2 separate regions of the Mus musculus genome follow, and region 1 is linked to region 2. The links are chromatin contacts, called in public Hi-C maps. All regions are on one chromosome and are shown on one strand. The core of a region is the stretch at or near the end of the contact, and the rest is flanking DNA. Distances in the headings are between cores, read along the strand shown. Region 1 has its middle 20 kb from the start of Gm31463. Region 2 has its middle 180 kb from the start of Gm31401.

Region 1 (2,760 bases), core at 252-2,751, 300 kb after region 2:
GCTAGGCTGTTCTCACAGAGGTGTCTGCATAGCTCTGTCCTTTGCTCTCATAAAAATCATTGCTCAAGTGGCCAGCCTTCCCGGACCATCTTCCAACCGATAGCATTCCTGCTGGTAATTGCCTTTATCTCATCTCCCCCCACCACACCCCACACTGCCTTGTCTTCATTCTCCAACGGGCTCAATGTCACTGTGTTTACATATAATATTCATACCTACTGCATCGGTTGCTCTCTTTCCATCCCATGCTGTTCCACATGTCCCTTTCCTCTATCACCAGTACACCCCCAGATCATACCCATCTGTGCCTTAATACAGCACAATGGTCTCCTCTCACCTTGGTGGAATAGAGGGGTTCAAGAGGGTCCCTGGATGGCTAATGTCTGTACCTACCACACCCCACACTTCCAGGAAGCAGGATGGTGGCCACCAGACCAGGTGTTTCATTCCATGAATCACAGGCCATGGTTACTTTAGACCCTCCAACACCCCCACTTCCACCATCTACTACAAGTGAAAGATAGTTCTTAAAAATGCAGGCTAGGGTAAGCTGTGTGCAGTGGTACACACTGCAATCCCAGCATGTGAGAGATGAATGCAAGAGGATGAAGAGTTCAAGGACAAGCTAAACTATGTAATGAGTTCAAGGCCAGCCTGGGCTATGTAAGACCCTGTCTCAATAAAGGAAACAAAGGTCAGTAGCATGGCAGTGGTGAGCTCTGAAGACGCCGTGTGGGAACCTCACAAACTAGTTTGGTGCTCCCAGCTTTTCTGATAAATAGATGAGCAGCAATTTGTTGTTGGTGCTGTAGGGAATAACTTTCCAGAAGTGAAGATGTGATCTTTCTACTGAATTGCTGAAGCCTCTTTATCACCTCAGCTTCTTCACAACACCTCAAGTGTCCTGTTCTGCACTCACTGACACAATAACCCTCTTGCAGGTATGAAAATATTCACGTTAAACTTTCCCCAGGCCTTAGAATAACCATCACATTTCTCTAGAAAGCAGCTATGAAGCATCCTGGTATACGGGGCCGGAGTCATGGCTAAGAGCCTGTACTGCTCTTGCAGAGAACCCAAGTTCAATTCTCAGTATCCCACAATGCATGCCTCACAACTACCTATAACTCCAGATCTGGATCTGGGGAGAGCCAATGTTTTGGAAACTTGCATTGATGTGCACATACCCATACACGCACACACACACACACACACACACACACACACACACACACACACACACACACACGCACGCACGCGCGCGCGAGTAATTGAAAATAAAAGTAAATCTAAAAAGAAAGAGAATCCTGACATCCATATAAAATAAAGTATGGACGTTTTATGGGAGCACGATAGCTCTATCTAGAATGAAATAAAACAATCCAAACAAAGAACGATAACAACAACAAGCATGATTAATTAGTAAGCCCCCTTGTTCCAATGTCTGCACGTCGTAAATACCCAAGGAGGCAAGAGGGAGCTGCCTCGCCCCGAGCCCTGTGCTTATCGAGGTTGCTACCCTGAGTCAGGGTTTACAGTACTCACAGCTGCACATTCTTGACTGTACCGCCTTATGTTTTATGATCCAACCAGATGTAGGCCATAAACCGGTTTTATCTATTCTGTGGTTTGCTCCATACCAAGAAAATAAACTTCAAATGCCTAACCTCTTCATGACTGTTCCACTATTGCAAGCAGTAGAGCAAACAGGGTTTTTTGTTGTCTGGTACCCTAAAAAATGCTCTAAAATCAAAGTCTATTTGGGAAGATGGATTCCCTACTCCTGGAGATGGCAAAAAGGCCAGGATGGTTTGAATGGGTTGTGCTGTGTGTGCAGTGGCTCATTCTATTGATTTCGAGGCTGATGGACCGTAGGCTTCATCGATGGCTCCTTTCAGCTTCCTCCAGACTGAGAAGGAAATGGTCCTGTCTGTGCTCTGCTTGGGGCCTGCATTATTGATATTCTTTAATCATTATGTTGGAGCATAAAGCTGCTGTTATGTTGCCATTATGATGTGTCTTTATAGAATGTAGTTAGTGAAACAAAAATAGAGGATGCAGCAGGCAGAGCTGTCCCTCCATCTCTGTGAGGCTGAGCTCAGCTCGTGGAACTGAGAGAGAGCCCCCTGGCATGCTGGGTTTTTGGCAACAGTTACACAAAATGAACCTTTCTCAGCCTTCTAAAGAGGAAAAGCCACCTCTAGCATTTCAGCCCACTAGGAGACCTGCAGAAAAGCAGAGTCCATTTTCTAAGGCAATGTGTTCATTTTAACTTTCCTTTCTCTCCGTGCATGATCACTGTGCCTGCAGCACCACATCCCATGTGCTAGGGATGCAGTGAACAGCCCTGGCCTCAGAACCCTCTGGATGCTTTTAACCAAGTTGAGAAACTGAAAAGGTTGCAAACATTCCTCAGGAGCAAACTAACAAAACTGTGTCCAACTGCGAATGTCTTTTCAGATTTCCCATCTTCTGTTTCATCTAAATATCCTGCTAGCCGACTGCTGTTGAGGTTCTGTAAGATAAACGATGTTGCCACGAACAAGTAAATACTTCTGTACCTTTTACTCTTTTACTGTGTAATGAAGGAAAATGGAAACACCTGGCGACCATGTCTGCTAGCAAAGAGGGGTACATCCATTTCTAAGCAACCTCTGAATGGAGGTATATGTCCAAGCTCAAAAGAGATCTTTTCCCCCTGAGTACAGAGCTTGCTGTGTTCCTTGCCTGGGACACAGAAGGACACACACACCCATGAGG
Region 2 (2,802 bases), core at 231-2,730:
CAAACAAACAAACAAATCATTCTTTTGTGAAAGTGTGCCCATGGTCCCAGGAGCACTCACACCAGCCCGGGAGCACTCACACCAGCCCGGGAGCACTCATACCAGCCCCCTACTTTGTTTTACCTGTCAGAATTTAAGATTTCAATGAATTAAGACGTAAACCACTAAATGAACGTAGTTTCCATATAAGTTTGAACTGACTGAAATTGCTATACGAGCTTTTGATCTATAAAAGGGACATTTGCAGATGGTTCAACCTAAGTATATAAAGAAAACTATATATAATAAAAACATTATATTCAAAATATTTAGACATTTTTAAGTCAACAACAAAAATCGACACTTGAAGATAATCATTTTCCAACTAAGGAGGATGACAAATCCATAGCAGTGTTCTCACCCTCCACCAGAACACAGACACAGTCTCTGAAATATCTCTACAATAACACTTGGCAAAATTATCAACCTTCATCCCTCATTCAGAAGAAACAGTCAAACATTAGTTTTGATCTATATATTGTACTACTCTCCTGAAGCAAATATTGACTTGCCATGGAAATATAACTTATTAAGAGAAAAGATATACAGAATACCCCGTGAATCTGCTACTGGATACAGTCTAAAGTCCTGGATTTACTATTTCTTTAGAATATTTAAATCTTATACAAAAAAAAAAAAAAGAATTCTCTAGAAGGTTTTAATGGGAGTTGATTGGAATTTTTCATGGTTACCTGTTTTATTCACTATAAGCTCTTAGTTAAACTATTAAATTAAAAATACCAATGTGTTCATTTATTTTACCTTATGTATATTCCCACTTGCAGCTCTTCCCACCATTCTGTGTTCAACTTGGATCATTTTGATTATGAGCAACACACAGTTTGGCCACTCTGTGTCTTATTTCTTGTTTGGCTCCAGCTAAGTTTGGAAAGAGACTGGGGTCACAGAGAACAATGTGCTTAATAATTAGAATCTAAAAAAAAAAAAAAAGTCAGTCAAAAAAACTATGAGCGAGTCAGCACACATAATAAGCTGTCTAATTTTACAGGAGGGTTGGTTATCAAAGACCTGCACTGCAAAGGGTCACACAGGCTATGCTGAACATCTGCACTTGGAGCGTGTGGCTGTGAAACCTGTTGCCTTTGCTGTCGTGTTTTAGGTGAGGGGGGCCTTAGCACAAGCTGGTGCATGAGCACATTCTCACAGTGGACCAAACACTCACAGTTAAAGGTCTTCCGCATGCCAAGGCAGGAAGTTCCTGTCCGGGCTCAGCTTCTGCCTTTCATTCTGTTCATTTGCTGGTCTTAAAACAACTGTCCTTTCTATCTGCCGCCTGCAGTGCAATTCAGAGCTCGCCTCTTTGTTCTCCCGTTCCCCCCACCGATGCAAAACAAGCCATAGCCACACTTGGAGCAGCTGCTTGTCTGTGACCATGAACGACTTTTCCCACCCGAGGTTCATCTAATCTAAAAGGAATGTCCCTTTTGTTATAAAGAAACTGAGACGTTGAATGTTTTCAATCAACATTACATCCTTTCATGCTCATAGTATTATGTCTAGCGGAGGTTGATGGTTCAACCCAGCCTTAGTGACAATTATAATCTCAAAAATGACAATATCAACAATCATTAAAAATCAAAGGGGATCCTAAAACCCTGCTGGCCATGCATGCTCAGCAGATAAGCATGTCCACTTTAATCCCAGCTGCAAGCCGCATGGCTGTATTTTTGTCAGCAGTTTTCGGCTGTTTTCATTGTTGGACGTGATTCTCAGAGGACTACTCTACGGGGACACAGTCACTACCTCCCAGACTCTTTTCTAGTCTCACCTGACTTGCTCTACCACACCTGGTCTCTCCTACATGCAGCCACCTCTGTGTAGCTCCATCCAGGGGACCCTATGCAAGCCGCCTTCCATATATCCTTGACCCTTATCAAAATCTGAACCCTGAGGCGTCCCTGACCAGACCCACTGACATGACACTTTCCTCCACTGTTCTGGTCCATCCTCAACTTCCTTTGTATATCGATACATGCCACACCTCAAGTTGGTGTGCTCTCGAGCCTGACCTTTGGGTCTTTTTCTTCTGGATTTATTCGGTTGACTTTGGGCACTCTAAACAATCACTGAGTCCCTTCTGGTTCCTCTTTATTCCTGGCCTTGAAGTCCACAGACAGCACCACCAGATCCAAACTTTTAGAATCAACTCACCCCACGAAATGGAACAGAGTCTACTCTGTGTCTTAGGTTAGCTCAGTGCTGATTCCAACCCCTCTGCTTCACTTATTCCAGTGAAGTTGTGTCTAAATGTTGTCCTTGTTGCCTCCTAAGTCTCATCAAAACTTCTACCCCTCCACCACCCATCAAGTTACCTGCTGAAGGCAATGCCCTGGTTCTCAGTTCAAGGTTCAATCTTTCTCCGTGCCCCTGTGCAAAGCCTGGGGACTCAGTATGATCACATCTCTTCACTGCCCATTATGGGTCACTCTGTCACTCACTGGCATCAAACCTGCCCACCATGTTCTAAGTGCTGGTGGTTCTGTGTCCTACCCCAGTTATTCTGAAAGATGGCTTGCTTTCAAGTCTTTGCACGTGAAACAAACCTGCCTCCTTTTATCTGTAAGGTTATCAGAAGTCAAAGTTCAGTTAAGAAAATCTTTGTTCAGGAATCTGCTCGCACATAGCCCCGGCTGCACCCACCATTGTTAATGTCAGATGGTGCCTTCTCTGGGCCATAAGAGCACAGGGCACTTCAGCTGTGGCTAAGTGCTTCTGCTACTAAAATTCAGGCATGGTTAATAC

Evidence for each region. A called contact is a pair of places that touch in the nucleus more often than the background predicts.
Region 1: a Hi-C map of uterus shows a contact between it and region 2, with 2.6 times the contacts expected there. The contact joins two enhancer-like sites. A contact is called at or near these places in 2 of 484 Hi-C or Micro-C datasets (both in uterus), 1 of 115 datasets of contacts at active chromatin or transcription factors (embryonic stem cells) and 1 of 9 other capture datasets (embryonic stem cells).

The regions. Positions count from the first base shown.
Region 1 is chr8:8,554,825-8,557,584 of GRCm38.p6, forward strand. No RefSeq gene overlaps it. Among named protein-coding and RNA genes, the nearest start is that of Gm31463, 20 kb to the right of the region's middle. Within about 2 kb of position 1,502, at least 30 of the 459 cell types and tissues checked have an H3K27ac peak or open chromatin away from gene starts, as enhancers often do. A contact at or near this core is called in uterus, where this site is marked.
Region 2 is chr8:8,257,196-8,259,997 of GRCm38.p6, forward strand. No RefSeq gene overlaps it. Among named protein-coding and RNA genes, the nearest start is that of Gm31401, 180 kb to the left of the region's middle. Within about 2 kb of position 1,481, at least 20 of the 459 cell types and tissues checked have an H3K27ac peak or open chromatin away from gene starts, as enhancers often do. A contact at or near this core is called in uterus, where this site is marked.